4 separate regions of the Mus musculus genome follow, and all the other regions are linked to region 1. A link is a contact called in public HiChIP or PLAC-seq, capture Hi-C and promoter capture Hi-C data. All regions are on one chromosome and are shown on one strand. The core of a region is the stretch at or near the end of the contact, and the rest is flanking DNA. Distances in the headings are between cores, read along the strand shown. Region 1 holds the start of Esr2 (estrogen receptor 2 (beta)). Region 2 holds the start of Sgpp1 (sphingosine-1-phosphate phosphatase 1). Region 3 holds the start of Wdr89 (WD repeat domain 89). Region 4 overlaps Gm40447 (collagen alpha-1(II) chain-like).

Region 1 (4,049 bases), core at 1,113-3,612:
TTCTAGGATTACAGGCAAGAAGCGCCACACTTGATTCATGTGATGCTGTGGATAGAGGCCAGGGCTTTGTGCATGCTAGGCAGACTATCTACCAACCGACCTACATCCCTGGACCCTTACAGAGACCTCTTAGGCACCAAGTGCTCTTTCTGTGTGCTGCTGGTTAGCAGTTATTTTCTTTACATGGATCTCTTCCGAAGGAAAATACTAAGTCCCTCAGTCAGTTTCATGATAGGAACAAAGGAAACTTACTCTAAAGCAACCATAAAACTGGCCACTAATAACTGACTTACACGCAACTCTTTAAAACTGAGTATGTGTCTTCCAAAAGGAGAAAAAGCTAACTCTTCTCTATCACGAATCTTCGAGTGGTATTTCTTCTAAAAGCTTCAATGCAACTGTCGGAAAAACAATGTTGCAATAAGTAGAACTTTTTCAAATTTCTATAACAATGTACTAAACACCAAATTATGAAGTCTAATAGCCAAATGTTCTGTTTTCAAGGGCGTTGCATATATAGTAGAAACAACTTTCCTGCAAATGAGTGTATTCCTCGGAATTTTATATAATCACTTTATAGTCATTCCATAAAGTGACTCAAAACATCAACTAAAATTTTAACATGAAATATCATTGCCTATTGGATACACATTTAATAAGAATTACAGTGTTTTAGTCTTTAAAAGGGACATGAGGTCTATTAAATGCTAATTTATATATTTGATATATTGAATTTAGTACTAAATTTCACATTTTTATATTAAAAATAAATCCTGAGAAACGTTCAATCTGACTAGATCCATTTGGGTTCCTCAGACCCACCTTGGAATTGTCTTCTGCATGCTTTTTGTTGATTTCAAGCATTTATATATCTTAGGCAAGACTTAAAGTGTTGTCTTTAAAACTGCTCTTGAAATAAGAATTTCAGATTCATCTAGACATCTATTGAACATAAAATGAAATCCTAAAGTTTCTGCTTTAACCCTGACTGATAAAACCTCATCTTTTACTTCATATAGAATGCTGTAGAGAAATGGTCTCAGCCTTCCTAGTGGGGCAATTTCTTTAATACAGACCCTTGTGTTATGCTAACCTCCAACCATAAAATTGTTTTCATTGCTACTTTATAACTGTAATTTTGCTGTTGTTATGAATCATAATGTAAATGTTTTTGGAGATCGAGGGGAGGGGGGGGTGTCTCAAAGGGGTCGCGACCCACTGGTTGAGAACCCTTACAATCAGACTTGCTCTGGTAAGAAAATGAAGCTACTGATTACACTCTTCTTGTTGTCACTATATATCCTCTTTCTAATCTTTCCTTTCACTCTTTAAATAACATTTACACGGAGAGAGGAAATATCCACCATGAGCCGGATCATTATAGTAACAATGAAATTTCAAGTGATGCTTACAAAAACACTTGAAATAGAACAAGACATAAACATCTTTCCTCGAGGGTACTATGTGCCAAACACAAACCTGCCTTCTAAATCCTAAGTTAAATTGTCACGCTTGCTTTCTGAATAGCGCTCAAATTCATAGTTTTGTTTTATACACACACACACAGACACACACACACACACATACCAATATTCACTCTTTCCACTATGAAACTGTCACCACAGGTAATCAGGAAGAAGCAACAGTTAGATTCCTCTTCAGCATATAAGAGAAATCAGATTTAATCTTTCTCAGACTATCCAGGAAAGAAGTTAAACTCTATTTCTGACACGACTAAGGATTGCCAGTCGACAAGCCATGATCACCTGCCTAAGATAGGCATATCTTCCCTGGTCCACCACACTCAAGCAAGAAGCGTCATCATCGTATCCACTGCTAGGAAAACCACAGGAATTTTCTTCCTTTAAAATGAAATTATATTTATATAACTAAACCAAAAGTCAGTAAAAATTTCTGTTTCCGGTAGTGTTCAGAACAGTTGCATACATGCCCGTGCCCCAACCCTCCCCCCCCCTTTTTTTTTTGTTCTATACTCTGCCGGCTTCCCACAAAGTCAATTAAGCCTCACTATGAGCAAAGGGACACTTACCTAGCGGGTGGACATTCTCTCTTTTGCATTCTCTAAATGCAGACACGTACTTTCCTCGGTCCCTGAGCGGGACTCGCAGCCACTGGTTGTCGCTCAGCCTGCGGCGGCTGCCAGACTCTACTGCAGACCCGGATGCCAAGGGATGCCAGTGGCCGCACAAGCCGCTCCCTCCAGGCCAGCTCCCCACCTCCTCTACTCCCAGGAAGTTTCAAGAGGTGGTTGATGCTAGAAGCCTGGGAGAAGGCAGGGACCCGAGAGTGCCTTTCAAAAGGGCCAGCAGCTGGAGAAGCTGCAAAGACTGCCCACGACTAACGAACGAACGTTAGTGCGTCTTTCTTTTAAAGACCTGGAAAGAGTGTGGGAGGGTAGCTGAGAAGCCCACGTGACCACAAACCGGGAGCCAGAGATCTCAGGCACTCCCGCGCCGTGCAACCAGATCCACTGGATGTGGACCTCCAGCCACTTCACAGTCATCCTCTAGGGACACCCCGCTTCCAATAGACTGACGATGAAGGATCGAGATGGGGGCCCGGGAATGGGAATTTCTGACCAGATCCCCAGGGATTCTGGACTTAACCGCGTGCGTCCAGGGACCACACTTAATCCTGTTTCCATACTTTGACCTACGTGCGTGTCATTAAATGCTTAAGTTTGACAACTCTCCTTGAGAAGCATGGGCCAGGCCCCGGTTTCGGGTAATAGCACCGAAATTAGCAGTAATAACGAAGTAATGAAGGCAGATTCCTTTGCAGGGAGTGTTAGCTTGTGCTCCAGAAAGGCAAGGCAATGGGGCTGGAGGTGAAGGTTTGAACGCTCATCTATCAGCGGCTGGCGATGGAAGCCGGGAGAGAAAACGAGTTGTTTTTTGTTTTGTTTTGTTTTGTTTCGTTAAAAAAAAAAAAGAAAAGAAAAAGAAAAAGAAAAAGAAAAAGAAAAAGAAAAAGAAAAAGAAAAAGAAAAAGAAAAAGAAAAAAAGGCAATGGGTTAGGTCCAAGATCCCGCGAGCCTCCTGGAATTCACCTGGAGAAAATCTGCCTGCGCTTTTACAGGGGCGGAGAGGGTCTCTGGCGCCCCCTGATGGTAGATCTGATCCTCCCAGCTCAATCGCTTAGCCTGGAAGTGACCCTTCTACACAAAGGCTGAAACCATACCTTATAGTCTTTGAGGAAACAACTGGCTTTAAGGCAGCCTTTGGTGGCAAAAGTTAAAAGGAAAACAAATGACCTGTAGGCCAACCTGGTGTCACTGGTGTACCTAATTAATCGTCAAGCCATCCGCACACATCACGGGGATGTTTGTGAAGGATTTTAAAGATCTACTTTTTATCTTTTAAATTATGCACACATGGGTATGTACACAGGCGTGCAGATGTCTACGGAGACTATAGGTGCGGGATTCCCTCCTGCGTATGGGTGCTGGGAACAGAATTAGGCTTCTGTACAAGAGCAGCAAGCTATCTTAACAGCTGAGATGTCCCTTCAGACCCAGAATGTGATTCTTGGTGGACGGTACTCTAATAGAAGAAAACCGGGGGGGGGGGGGGGGGCGGGGGGGATTTGGAGGGAAACTTATACAATGTCAGCCTCAACATTTTGGGTGTAACCAAAACGCCTTCGGGGACCTTTCTGAGGCCCGGGTTTATGAGTGCCACAGGTAGGCACCGCAGACTACATATGTGGAGAAGCACGGTCTTTATAGACTATGAGCAAAGGCTATACCAAAAGTTTCGCTGCTGCCGGGCGGTGGTGGCTCACACCTTTAATCCCAGCACTTGGGAGGCAGAGGCAGGCGGATTTCTGAGTTCGAGGCCAGCCTGGTCTACAAAGTGAGTTCCAGGACAGCCGGGGCTACACAGAGAAACCCTATCTCGAAAAAAACAAAAACAAAGCTCGCTGCCCCCATTCATCCCATGTACAGGTTTCATTTAAGCTAAAAGTCCTGGGTTCTCTCCATTTGTGAGATAGAATGTCCCTGTCCTTTTAGGAAAGGTAGAGTGGAT
Region 2 (4,197 bases), core at 1,196-3,695, 440 kb before region 1:
CAGCCAGAGTTACGGTGAGATCCTGCCTAAAAACCAACCAAACAAAAACTAGAATACAAGCTTAGCCTGATTATTCAAGTGGCCTTGAAATGTTAAAATATTGATAGCTACACCCCATAAACAATTCAGCAGAACTATTTTCAGACTTCCTGTTAGCGTGTGTCCTGAATAACTAAAGAGCAGAACCAACTCACTCTCTCTCTCTCACTCTCTCTCCCTCTCCTTTGCCCCCTCCCGCAGTGTTAGCAGCAGCCCATCAGAGAAGAGACAGTAGAAAGTCCCCCATCAGTAAGACAAACAGCAGCACACAGTCACAGTAAACAGCATGCCGAACACATTGACAATCTCACTTTCTGGAATAATTAGATCAGATGGGAATTTTTAGATATTTTTTTTCCACCCCAAACAGGCAACACTGTTTTTACAATCCAAATGTGACCATGTATCACCAGGGGTTAAATAAGAAAAGAACTTTCTATCTTAGTCTCCCCTCCTAATTCCGTCATTCTTCCTGGGTCCATGCCTGATTTCTGTTACTGTAAAACAGATGAATTGCACAGTAGAGAGGGCCTGGGATGATACTGGCAACATTTACCCATACTGAAACTCAACGTGGGTTAAGTAAGCCTATAATGGAGTTTTACAGCACAGTTGGCATTTCTCAATCTTGTGCAATAAAAGGGAGTTAAAAAAAAAGATAATGAGTTTTCCTAGATTCTCCAAAACCGATGCACTTTATTCTTAAGAGTCTGGTCCGAAAGACTAACAAATCATACAATTTAAGACAGATAAAGCAAGACCAGTAGACAAATATATTTTGCTTCTGTGTGAAAGATAATTAAATTGTAAACTCAAGTATCACTTGCAAACAAACCCTAGGAAGCTCAAATTAGGGAAGCCCCAAAACGCAGGCAAATTAAAAAAATGACTACCATTAAAAACTCTTGATGGACAAATTGCCCCCGATGTCAAACGCCATTATAACCAATCCAGCTCCTCGGAAGGCAAAGCCTATAACTGCAGGGTTACAGTTACCGCCATAGTAACAGTGTAGCAACTAACAACTGGTTCTCCAGACCAGAGACAGAAGTGAAGTGTCTTAACAGACCTGCAGTCAATCCTTTACGACGAACTCATCTAGATTCTGTTCCTTTACCTTTCGGCTTTTTTTCTTAACTGTCATTACTTTAGTGCTTGGAATGTGCCTGTGCCGAAATTATACTACTGTTTTGAAAACACTCTTTAATTTTACATTGTAAACACCATGTATTGCAGTGAAACCGGGTCTCAGTTACCAAGTGTTTCATTTTAAGTACACTGAATCACCACTGTGCATCAGACGAACTAAGTTTAAAAACTCAGTCTAAGCTCAAGGATTCAATGCACGAAAAGTGTTTCCTTGGGGGGTGGGGGTCTAAGAAACTATACCCAACTGTATTAAAATACAGTTTAGTGTTTAAGAACCGTCATCAGTTAATTTTCTAGAACTCTGACAGGACCTGCGTGGGTACTGTGAGAACCTGTGGGTTGGGGTTTTGGACGGGAAGAGGCAAATTTTTAAAAAAAGGGGAAAAAGAAAGTTCAGAAAGCACTGGAAACTCGACCGTGGAGCTGAGGGGCACAGCGTACCTGCCAGCGGCCATAGGTGAGCAGGAACATGGCGATGGGGATGGCGGTGCCTGACATGGCATGCGTGGAGGGCATGCTGTATTCCGAGTTGTAGAAGACCTCCAGCTTGATGACAGGCGGCGAGGCCGGCCGTGGCCAGCGGATGATGTCCTTGGTGCACTGGCCCAGGTACATGACCAGCACCCAGATGATCACCAGCCTCCGGCCCACAAAGGGGTCGAGATTCCAGATCCAGAAGGGGAAGAATAAGATGTAGAAGAGCTCGTTGCCCAGTTCCGTGCCTAAGCAGAACAGGTAGTAGAGCGGCAAGTTGCTCACTTTGACCAGCTCGCCCTCCTCGCCCGTCAACGAGTTGCGGCGCTGCGAGCCCGCGCGGCGGGGCCCGGTCGGGCCCGGCTCGGCCGCCAGCCCGTTGCGCACGCCGTTCGGGGCACCGCAGCAGTCCGCCTTGGCGGGGCTGTCCTCAGCGCCCGGCTGCCGTCCCCGTCGCCGGGGTTCTCCCGGGGCTCCGCGAACCTCGGTCTCTGCATCCTCGTCCGCCGCCGGGCTGCTGAGCGGCACCTCCACCCCACACAGACGCTGGAAGCTCGCCACCCGCTGCGGCTCCTGCAGACGGCTGGCCAGCAGAGCCAGCCGCTGCCCCAGGGACATGGTCGCGGGCCACTCGGGAATTGATCCGGCCACGCGCTCCTCGCCAGCCACAGCCGCCACGGTGCCTAGCTCGACTCGCTCGAGGCTGCCGGCGACCGCGCCAACAGGCCGCAGCGGCCGCCGCGCGCGCCCTGCGCCCCGCGCGCCCCTCCCCTGGCGCGCTCACGGAGGCCCGCGCCGCGCGCGCAGCCCGGAGCTGTCGCCGAAGCCCCGCCTCCCGGTGCTCCTGGTTGCTGTGCGAAGAACAGTGCGGGTCTAGGCAGGGCTGGTGACCCAGGAGCTGCCCGCGGCTTTTATTAGCCTGGAATCAATTGGGGCGTGATGAATGGAGGCAAAGTAACCGCCGCGAAACCGGAATCGTCCGACTCACGCCATTAATTAGCAACTAATTTCAGAGCTGTCTCGGATGGTTGATGTCCGGAAAGCCACGTGCCAATTGACCAGCGGTGGCAAGATTAGAAAACCGTAGATAATCCAGGACAGAGCCTGGGTATGTGATCGCTGACACAGCTGTGGTCTGCAAAGGAAAAGCCAGTCACCTACCAAGTAAAATCTGACTGTCACTCATCACATACGTCTCTTAAGCGAATTTAGGTGTAAAATTTCCTTAATAAATTCTAGCACTTAGCAAGATTGCTCAGAACACATAGTTAGTGGGAGAATGTAGCGTGGAGAATTCTGAGGGTATTTTTTGTTTTGTCTTTTATCGTTTTCTTTTTGTGAGTTTCGGGTTTGTTTTTTTGTTTGTTTGTTTTTTTGTTTTTGTTTTTGTTTTGTTGTTGTTGTTTGTTTTGTTTTGTTTTTGTTTTTGAACCAGGGTATATCATTTAGCCGAGATTGGCCTCAGCCTTGCTATGTAGTTAAGGCTAGCCCTGAACTGTTGATCCTTCTGGTGAAGCCCCCCAAGACTCGGGGTTACTGGGGCACCATGCCAGGTTTGAACTTGGAATCTGATAGGCTGAACTAGAATCTTAACAGGATTGTCTTGCAAGTCACAAACTTGACTTTAACTTCTAGATGGATCCGATTTTATTAAAAGATTTCAAAGTTTTAATTCCAGGAAGTTATTTTCAGTCAAGGCAAACGAATGTCTATAATTAAAGACTGAACTACTTCCAAGAAAGAGGCTGGAAAATGCTCCATGCTGGTAAGCCATGAGAAATAGTTTCATTTCCCAAGAAAGATTGCTTCCCAGCTCCTCCTATTCCACTTGCTGCAGTCATAAAGAGGATTGCCTCGAGTCCCTGGCCCTGGAATTGCTGAGGTTGGAAAGGTTGAGGGAGCACAGACGAATCCCAGCGCTTGGAGGCTGACATGGGAAGATTTGGAGTTTGAGGACAGCTGGGGCTTCATAACAAGATACTGTATCAAAATAAGTAAAAGCGTTTACAGCCTAGGAAAGCAGACAAGCATGAGAAAAGGAATACTGGGCCTGAAGAATGGTATACAAAGTAACCATGGTTTGCTATGGGTGTCTCTTCTTAGCCAGCAAGCAGGAAGCTCTGAGTTTGGGCCCAGCAGAACATACACAGAGTAGTGTTATTAGTTGATGTTTCTGAATAATAAAGACCATTATTAGCATTTGGCAAAAATAATCTATAATAAAACATGCTATGCTGGCCAGAAACTTGCTGTGGAGACCAAGTCTGATTTTCAAGTACTGAGCTAACAGGTGTTTGCTACAACTGAGTATTTTGTTTGTCTTGAAACCCCAGACCACCAAATTGTAGGGTTACAGGATGGACATCACACATAATTTTTTATATGTCCCCTCCACCCCTAGGGTCTAACTATGTAACCTGGATACCCTGGAATTTAGCTATATAAACAAGACTGATCCCGAACTTGTAGCATCCTCTCGCCTCTGCCTCAGAAACACTACCCTCTATTTCTATATCCTTAGCACCCAACACAAAT
Region 3 (4,487 bases), core at 1,681-4,180, 510 kb before region 1:
GCTCCTCTGGAGCTGAAATGAATGAGCCTTGTGAGCTGCTCACTGTGGATGCTGGAGATGGAGCCTGGGTCCTCTGCAAGAGCAGGGAGCTTTTACAGGTCAGGAGACAGCCCAGGTCTCTCTCTGTAGCCTTGGCTGTTCCAGAACTCACTAGGTAGAACTCACTGGCCTTGAACTCAAGAGATCTGCCAGCCTCTGCCTCCAGCATGCTGGGATTAAAGGCATAGACCACCATACCCTGTACAGAAACCATTCCTAGTCCCTGAGCCATCTCTTCAGTGCCACATGCATTCAGTCGTAAGTCACTACATCTGTAGTAATTTGTTATAGCAGCCATCTGAATCTGAGACTAATAAACCCTTTCAAAACTTTAGTAATATTCAGCTATGATGGCTTATAATCCTAGCATTTGTGAAGCTGAGGCACTGGTTTTGAGGCCAACCTAAGGTAAATGGTGAATTCAGGACAGCCTGGGGTATTGTGCAAGAGCCTGTTTCAAAAACAACAGGGCCAGTGGGAGTGCTCATCTGACCTAAAATTGATTCCCTGGACCTACAAGGGGGAAGTAAAGAGCAAATTCCAAGTTGTCCTCTGACCTCCACAGTTGCAGTGCCATGTCTGTCTGTCTCTGTCTCTGTCTCTGTCTCTCTCTCTCTCTCTCTCTCACACACACACACACACACACACACACAATGTAATAAAATATTCAAAGACAGAAAGCTTAGCAGTGAACTGTATATATTCCAACTAATACATTTGAGCTTGAGTCCAGACTAAAGTACAATGAGACTGTGAGGTTTTCTTCTTTTCTCCACTTGATTGTCTTTTGTTTTAGAGAGACCACTGAAAATGTAGAAATGTAGGGTTTCTGTTTTGTTTGTTCTTTTAGCATAAGAGTGGGAAAGAAAAAAAAAAAAAACCATAACAACAAAAAGCTAACCCCAGCACTCGGGAGGCAGAGGCAGGTGGATTTCTGAGTTCAAGGCCACCCTGGTCTACAAAGTGAGTTCCAGGACAGCCAGGGCTATACAGAGATACCCTGTCTCAAAAAACAAAACAAAAAAACAACAAAAAGCAATGTCTTAAGCTGGATGTGAGACACTGGCCTTTAACCCCAACATGCAGGAGGCAGAGGCAGGTGGATCTGTGAGTTCAAAGCTAGCCTAAATTCTAGGTCAGCCAAAGCTACATAGGTTGAAGCCCTGCCTCAAAAACAACAAGAAAGATACACACATACACACACACAAAACACACAATGTTTTCAGTTCTATTTATAATAAATAGAAGGTGCAGTTCGGTTGATGTGAAAGCCTATAATTCCAGCACTTGAGAGAACACCAAGTTCTCTAAGTTTAAGGCTAGCCTAGTTTACAAAGTGAGCTCTAGGACCACCAGAACCTCACAGAAACCCTGACTCCAAAACCCCAAACCAACCAACCAACCCAAACCAACCAACCCTGAAAGTTGCAGAAAACAGTCAAGATTTTAAACAAAGGTGGACACGAAAGAAACCTCAACAGTCACAGGGGCTGACTTACTTTTGCCCTGTTCTATAAAATCTAAGGTAAAAAGACGAGCTAGACACTTCTCACTTCTGCTCTCTAGATAGTACTGTCCTGACCCCAAGATAGGCGGGTAAGTAGTCAACACAGAGGTATCTCACACTTACATTGTTAACTAGGCTGCATGATTTTGTGGTCTTTAAACAAGAAGCAGAAACAGGTATGGTTGATACCAATAACATAGACTATAAGTCCACATCTTCACTGAATTATCACAACACTGAGAAGCAATTTGGCACGGACCATGCACTTTTTAACAACCTGATGATTGCAAAGCAAAGTTAGGAAGTAGACCTTTAGACTGATGCCTTCCTACCAGTTCATCTTACTTGGATAATAACCAATTAACTGGTTTCCTGGTACACTGTTTAGGATTTTAAAATAATTTCTTTTTTCTTTCCTTTTCTTTTTTTGTTTTTTCAAGACAGGGTTTCTCTGTGTAGCCCTGGCTGTTCTGGAACTCACTCTGTAGACCAGGCTGGCCTCGAACTCAGAAATCCGCCTGCCTCTGCCTCCCAAGTGCTGGGATCAAAGGCGTGTGCCACCACTGCCCGGCTTTAAAACAATTTCAAGTTAGGAAAGAAAACAGGAGCGTTTTACTAGTTGTACTATCTTTAATTTTACATTTGTGGAAGCTGAATTCCCTCAATTTAAGTTGTCAGAGTTAGCCTAAATGAGACATTTCACAAAAATAAGATGCTGCCAGCACTGCCTCTTGGGTGGTTTTCGTTGTGAATTAGGTTTGTGTGTGTGTGTGTGTGTGTGCATGACAAAGTTTTCCCAAGAAGCACTGGTTAGCTGGAAACTCAAAGAGATCCTCTTGCCTCTACCTCCCTCCCAGTCAGTACTGGGATCCCCGGTGTGCTTCACCACACCCGACCAGCACCTAGCTCGGTGGACAGCTGTGTGGCCTAGATGACACCACACACGTAAGGAACTTAGCCTAGTAGCCTGCATCACAGCACATACTGTACGACTTGGCTCCGCGTACCAAATGAAAAAATCTGCTTTTTGATGTGGAAAAAGGCCGGAGCCAGGAGGTGGGTGTGGGATGAGTGAGAGGAAGGGCAGGCAAGAGCGAGCAGGGACCTACCCACCCTTCCTCGAAACTGAAGCAGAGACCTTCGGGTGGCATGGACCCCACATCCTGGCATACAGAGACCCACGCGGTCCCTGCGCATGCACGTGCTCCCTCTCACACCACCCGCTCCCCTTCTGCGCTCCCCGCCCAGGGCTCTCCACGCGCGTGCCACCCAGTGGCCGCCGGTCGAGAGAGCTGCCCGCCCTGCCCAGCAGAAAGTACCTCCGCAGCAAACCCCACACTGGAGCTGGAGAAAACGCACGCTCTGCCCACGGCCGGCTGGAACTCCGCCCTCCGGCTCTGATTGGGTAAAAATATAGAGGAAGCTGAAGCGGATTGGTCCATAGCACAGAGGCCGGACCATAACCAGCGGGCTCTTCTGAAGCGGGAGCCGCGCGCCTTTGCTTGCTACCTTCCGATTGGACGAGGGCAGAAGGTCTGCGCATGCGTAACTCGGTCTACGGACCACGCCATACAACACCTCCCTCTAGGTCAGGTTAACGGAAGTCCCTGGGACCCAGCTTCCTGGACGTGTGGCCAATAAAAGGCAAGATCGTCACCGATTCCGCCTTTTCATGCGGATGTGGCTTTGCAGTTTCTTCCAGCACTTCTTCCGCTTCCTCGGACTCGGGTGTAAAGTTATTTCGCGGACCAGAGGAGTGGGGCTGAGGCAGGATTTCGTGGATCTGAAATAACCACACGTGATCACAAAGCCTAGCTATACAGGCGGGTTTGAACGAGCAGTATCCGGCCTTCACTCCAGCATGGCTATGACTCAAGGTTGACAGGAGCGCAATTACAAAATCTGGAGGTAGTTTTGCCTCGGCCCCAGGTAACTCTGGGAATTGAAGTCCATAATGGTCAGGTCCTGTCTCATCTGTCCTATTTTGATGTTGCTTTTAAACTTTAGTTTGATACAGGGCTGATGTTCCAACTGTAGTGGAGACATGACATCTGGCCCTACCAATAGGGGAATGAGCTCTGTCCTTGAACACCAAGAAGCCCTGAATCTAGTTTAGGTGGACTCTACCCTCTTTTCATTATAGATGAATACCTGTGGTATAACAACCATGAGACCGCGTTTTCCAGTGTAAACAATTCAGAAAATACGTACTTGGTTAAGCGATAATGCAAACAAGCCAGATTGTCCCTGGAAATACATTCGGCTGGGACTCGTGAAATTAACGTGCTGTGTATACCCACAGGAATCTGAATAAGGGGAACTAACTAGGGGATATATCTTGGTGCTGTTAAAAGGTATCCTTCCCCTGGAAATCCCCCCAAGGTGAGTTTAGGTTGGTCCCATTTACAGCTAGTAGAGTTGGAGATAGAGATTATTGTTTGATTAGTTGCAGTTTCTAATTAATATCGGTCTTGGTGTCATGGCATAGCCAGGAGTCCTGACCTACAGTGGGTTAAGAATGGTTAGGGAACTGACATACTCTTTTCATATCCTGAACACTGAGATGCTGGCTTCCACTGCCTTCTGGACCTTTATCTATGAAGTTACTAAAGGGAATTCCTGGGGGAAATTGGAGTTGGGAGCTTGCCATCCTAGGGGGCTTGTAACCTGACCCCCCGGGGTTTTGGTCTTTGCCATGCCCTGATCTTTATATCACAGGTAGTGATGGTTCTTATTTTAGGACTATGAAGGGATCCGTGTAACCCGGAGAGGACTCAGTTTTGCTATCCAACCAAGAACAATGGCTTTCGGGGAAGGGGCATCAACTGCAGCCATAGTGCTGGACCCAGGGATGCGCTTCTCCCCAGGAGCAAGTGAGCCATGCCCCAGTAGTCTCTGGTTGTAGCACTTTACAGAAATCTACCTGGAAGGTAGTTTGGGT
Region 4 (4,472 bases), core at 1,720-4,219, 410 kb before region 1:
CTCGAACTCAGAAATCCACCTGCCTCTGCCTCCCAAGTGCTGGGATTAAAGGCGTGCACCACCACCATCCTCCTTCCTTCTGTTCTTAAAGAATTGTGTATGCATGTTGGTCTACATGTAGTATGCACACCACGTATATGACAGTGCCCAAGGAAGGCCAGAAGAGGGTGTCCAATGCCCTGATACTGGAGTTGTGAACTTCCATGTGGTTGCTGGAAAGTGAACCTGAGTCCTCTGCATGCTCTTAGCCACTGAAACATCTCTCCAGGTTCCTCCCCTACCCCTTTCTCTGTTGTTTGCTAGTTTGTTTGTGTATTGTTTGTTTCTGAGTCAGTGTCTTCTGTAGCTTAGGTTAGACTGAAACTCCTTATCTCGGGTTGGTTTTGAGCTCAGCGTTCCAAGTTCTAGGGTCACAAACATAACACTACATCTGGCTCTAGTCTCTCATTTAGTGTGTGTGTATGTGTGTCTGTATATCTGTGTCTAAGCTACCTTTCTGTTGCTGTGAAGAGACACCATGACTAAGGCAACTTATAGAACCAAGAAGATATTGGGGCTGAGAGATTTAAAAGTTAGTCTATAACCATCGTGGTGGGGAGCATGACAATGGAATAGGAAACAGAGAGCTGTCTGGAAATGGCTTTGGCATATGACCTCAAAGCCCACCCTCAGTGACACACTAGCTTCAACAAAGTCATACATCCTAATGTGTGACAAACCATCCCACCAACTAGGGACCGCCATTCTAATTCGAATCTCTCTCTCTCTCCTATCTCTCTCTCTCTCTCTTTCTGTGTGTGTGAAGAAGAAATGCACATTTCTCTCTTTTTTGATAAAAAGTAAGTATGTATGTGTATTGCACACATATTTATACATTGACCAAGCCAGGGTCATTCAACAGGGTGTCAAGGGAGGGAGCGAGGACTGAGAAGAAAAAGACAATTAGACAGCGCTGTAACCTGACTCCCCCCAGTGCTGAGGCTGAAGCGGGTTTATTTTCTTCCATTCTGCTTTTATATCATTCTAGGTACATACAAAGAACCAGGTCAGTCCTAAGGCATAATCAGAGTAGTTAAGGAACAGACAAAGCATAAACAAAGATCCCATGATTACTGTATTCAGGGTCACAAGACCCATCAAGATACAAAGAGCACATTCCTGTATTCATCTTGAGCCGACTTCCTTGTTCTGGCCTAATGTCAAATTCCTGCCAAATTCCTAGAAGTGGCCCCAAGAATGTATGTAAGGACAATACATACATGTGTGTCCCTACATATTGGGCTGGTTAGTTTTTGTTAATTTGACACAAACTACTGTCACTTGGAAAGAGAATCTCAGGTGAGGTTGCCTCCAGCAGATTGGCCTATTGGCATGTCTTAATTAATGATTGATGGGGGTGGGGGTGGAGTACAGACCAATATGGGCAATGCCACTCCTGGGTTGTATAAGAAATAGGCTTAGCAAGCCAGTATACAGCATTCCTTTATGGTCTCTGTTCCAAGTTCCCGCCCTGACTTCCCTCAATGATAGATTATGATCTGGAGTTCTAAGATGAAATAAACCCTTCTATTCCTATGTTATTTGGGTCATGGTGTTTATCACAACACCAAAAAACAAACTAAGGCACATGAGTACTCATGCCACCATAACATATTGGTTCTTTGAGACATTTGACTGTTCTATAACTTACCCTGTAGACTAGTCTTGCGCGCGCTCAACTGGCCAGGAAGAACGACGCTGCAACAGGATCCTTCTGCACACGTTTATTGGGAGAGCATTGATTGCATAGGCGAAAGAAGAACAACAACCCCGAACAAAGAAAATGATGCTGCTTATATACCCCTCCATGTGACGTGTCAGCTCCTGACTAGCTGCTCACTCATCATCCCACTACTACGCCCCGGGATGGGCAGTGACTTGGCATGAATTTACTCTTGCACCTGCGCACATTACTTGTTTACCAGCTAGGCACAGCGGAGGCTCATGATGGCAATTGCTCAAGGCTCTCCACAGACTAGGTTGGCCTTGAACTCACAGAGATCTATCTACCTGCCTCTGCCTCCCTAGTGCTGGGGTTACTGGCATGCACCTCTACTGCTCAGCAACTAGATGCATTTCTATGTGCACATAGAAATACATGCATATATACATGTACATATGCATGTATATGTATATGCACATGTGTACATTTTGCTTGTTTGTATGTGTGTGTGCCATATATTAGAGCATATCTGTTCAATTATCTTTTCACATCTCAGATTTTTACAGGTCATCAGTCCTCTGCTAATTGTAGTCCCAGAAGATCCTATACCTTCTGTGGCTTCCTCAGATACTGCATAAATAGGATGTAGACATACATGCAGGCAAAACACCCATATACATAAAACAAAATAAATAAATACATTTATTGTAGCGTGGAGAGTGACTAAGGAAAACATTCAACAATGACCTTTGATTTCTACTTGTGCATGCAGAGAAGAGCACATGTACACATGCACATGTGCACACAGAGGGACAGAGAGAGACAGAGTAAGACAGACAGAGAAAGAGAGTTAAGCTCAAGTAGCTAATGTAGGGCTGGCAAGATGGGTCAAATAGTAAAAGACTGATGACCTAAGTTTGAATCCCAGAACCACCTACTATATATATATATATAAATCTGCCTGTTTTGTGGGGAGTGACCCCAGAGGCAAGAGGTCTATCAGACTTACTCCTAGCCCAAGATCTGCCTATTGTTCGCTTACTTTTTTTCCTAGGAGTATTTTGAGGATACAAGGAGTTAATTCATGCAAAGAATTTAGACTAGAGCTTGGTATGCATAAATCTTCAGTAAGTAGTGGGCTGTTAGTTTCATTATCACTAGTGATAAGGACTGGCAATTAGAGTTGACTAGGCAGTTTAAGGTCAGGACTCCTAGGGTGAACAGGCCCATTTTTAGCCAGAAGCAGGAAGGAGCCCTGGTTTTCCAGGCAGGAAGGACAGAAGGAAGCTCTGGTTTCTTATCTCTTTCCAAAAGCGCTGCCTGCAGGCTCTGCATGAGGAAGTGACCGGAAGTCCTGTTCAGACACTCATTCCTTCTAGTGAGCAACTTTGGAGTTGGATTTCTGGATTTTCATGATAGCAATGGGTTGTATTTATTTCTCCCTCGATTCAGCTCATCTCCTAGAGGATTTTAGATCTTGAAGGGAAAAGTTACGGTAGTCTTGGAGGCATCTGAGGACAGCTACTGGAGCTCTGTTGAAACCCATTACGCGAAAGTCTAAAGCCGTTTCCTCCTGGTCAAAACAATGGAGTAACCAGGTATGGTGACTCACATCTGGATCTGTGAATTTGAGTTAGACCATTGAATATCATAGTCTCCTCCCTTAAGAGTTAATTCACAAAAAGAAAAAGAAAAACATTTTGAAAAGAGTTAACTCAGGAGTCTAGAAAGAAGGGTCAGCAGTTAAGAGCATTTTCTGCTTTTCCAGAGGAAAAACCTTCCCAATAAACCTGCCGTGTGTGTGTGTGTGTGTGTGTGTGTGTGTGTGTGTGTGTGTGTGTATAAAACCAGCCAAACAAAATAAAACATCTCAGTGGGACTAGAGAGATGACTCGGCGGCGGCTAACAGCACTTATTGTTCTTTCAGAGAACACTTCCTTGTTCAGTCCTAAAACTCAACTTATGCAGGAATCTGCCTTGCTGCTTTGGTATTGTTCATTCGGCTCAAATTTTGCACCCTTGACACTCATATATCACGCAGCTCCCTTTCCTCCCCCCCCCCCCAGAACTTCAGATGTCTTTTCTACAGAATAAACACCTCAAAGGTTTTCACAGATTTTTCCCTCCAAAGTTTTTAATACACTTTGTGTGTGTGTGTGTGTGTGTGTGTGTGTGTGTGTGTGTGTGTGTGTGAGTGAGTGACTCTTTTCTCCTTCCTCTGTGTGGGTCCTGGGGCTGGAACTCAGGTCATCAGGCGTGGCAGCAGGCACCCTTCCCTGCGGAGGCCTCTAACTGCTGCACAGCTGTGCTGTTTTGATGGTTTTAAGTCCCTCGGCTTCTCAACCTCCAAAGTACAGATTGGTTTGTGAGTGTTCTGTTTCTTCTGTGAGAGCGCTACCCTGACGTCATCCCGGAGAAGCGCCAGGAAGTCACCCAATGTTGCTCCTGTAATTGCACTTGATGTTAAACTTGGCTGGTCTCTGATAAACAGGTGAAAATAATTATGGCTTTGTCTGTGTCTGTGTGAATTGTTGAGCACCACCTGCATGCAGGATTCCTCAGAGGTCAGAAGGCCGCACTGGAGCCCCAGGATGGGGGCCTCTGCCAGAGCAGTAAGTACTCTTACCCATGAGCCAGCTCTCCAGCCCCTGCACACATTCTAATCAGCACAATGCATATATGCATTTTACTTCTCAGTGTTAGGGCTCAAACCCAGGCATCATGCAGATTAAGAACACACTGTCCCACGGAGGCTGGTGACATCGTGGCT

The links. Promoter capture Hi-C pulls out the DNA fragments that hold promoters and counts their contacts. HiChIP or PLAC-seq counts read pairs in DNA pulled down with a chosen protein or histone mark. Capture Hi-C pulls out chosen DNA fragments and counts their contacts.
Region 2: an H3K27ac HiChIP or PLAC-seq map of VIP interneurons shows a contact between it and region 1, with 9 times the contacts expected there. The contact joins the promoter of Sgpp1 here to the promoter of Esr2 in region 1. A contact is called at or near these places in 7 of 39 promoter capture datasets (cranial neural crest, embryonic stem cells, hippocampal neurons and 2 more), 1 of 484 Hi-C or Micro-C datasets (embryonic stem cells), 6 of 115 datasets of contacts at active chromatin or transcription factors (VIP interneurons, embryonic stem cells, large pre-B cells and 1 more) and 1 of 9 other capture datasets (embryonic stem cells).
Region 3: a capture Hi-C map of embryonic stem cells shows a contact between it and region 1, with 2.7 times the contacts expected there. The contact joins the promoter of Wdr89 here to the promoter of Esr2 in region 1. A contact is called at or near these places in 6 of 39 promoter capture datasets (the 3T3-L1 cell line, 3T3-L1-derived adipocytes, embryonic stem cells and 2 more), 1 of 484 Hi-C or Micro-C datasets (cortical neurons), 2 of 115 datasets of contacts at active chromatin or transcription factors (embryonic stem cells and stem cell-derived neural progenitor cells) and 1 of 9 other capture datasets (embryonic stem cells).
Region 4: a promoter capture Hi-C map of liver shows a contact between it and region 1, with 2.2 times the contacts expected there. The contact joins the enhancer-like site here to the promoter of Esr2 in region 1. A contact is called at or near these places in 18 of 39 promoter capture datasets (the 3T3-L1 cell line, 3T3-L1-derived adipocytes, the C10 cell line and 11 more), 2 of 15 datasets of contacts at CTCF or cohesin (the NIH/3T3 cell line and large pre-B cells), 4 of 484 Hi-C or Micro-C datasets (3T3-L1-derived adipocytes, embryonic stem cells and liver), 7 of 115 datasets of contacts at active chromatin or transcription factors (embryonic basal ganglia, embryonic forebrain, embryonic heart and 4 more) and 4 of 9 other capture datasets (adipose tissue, liver, macrophages and 1 more).

Annotation. Positions count from the first base shown.
Region 1 is chr12:76,174,897-76,178,945 of GRCm38.p6, forward strand. It overlaps Esr2 (estrogen receptor 2 (beta)), which reads right to left and starts at 2,363. Exons shown (of 10, transcript NM_207707.1): 1 at 2,051-2,363.
Region 2 is chr12:75,733,284-75,737,480 of GRCm38.p6, forward strand. Sgpp1 (sphingosine-1-phosphate phosphatase 1) reads right to left here and starts at 2,446. Exons shown (of 3, transcript NM_030750.3): 1 at 1,630-2,446. The coding sequence starts at 2,280.
Region 3 is chr12:75,666,607-75,671,093 of GRCm38.p6, forward strand. It overlaps Wdr89 (WD repeat domain 89), which reads right to left and starts at 2,931. Exons shown (of 2, transcript NM_028203.1): 1 at 2,866-2,931. Gm34717 (a long non-coding RNA gene) reads left to right here and starts at 3,119. Exons shown (of 3, transcript XR_381697.2): 1 at 3,119-3,475.
Region 4 is chr12:75,762,987-75,767,458 of GRCm38.p6, forward strand. The region is part of intron 3 of Gm40447 (collagen alpha-1(II) chain-like); the gene reads right to left. Among named protein-coding and RNA genes, the nearest start is that of Sgpp1, 29 kb to the left of the region's middle. Within about 2 kb of position 2,970, at least 33 of the 459 cell types and tissues checked have an H3K27ac peak or open chromatin away from gene starts, as enhancers often do. A contact at or near this core is called in adipose tissue, liver and trophoblast stem cells, where this site is marked.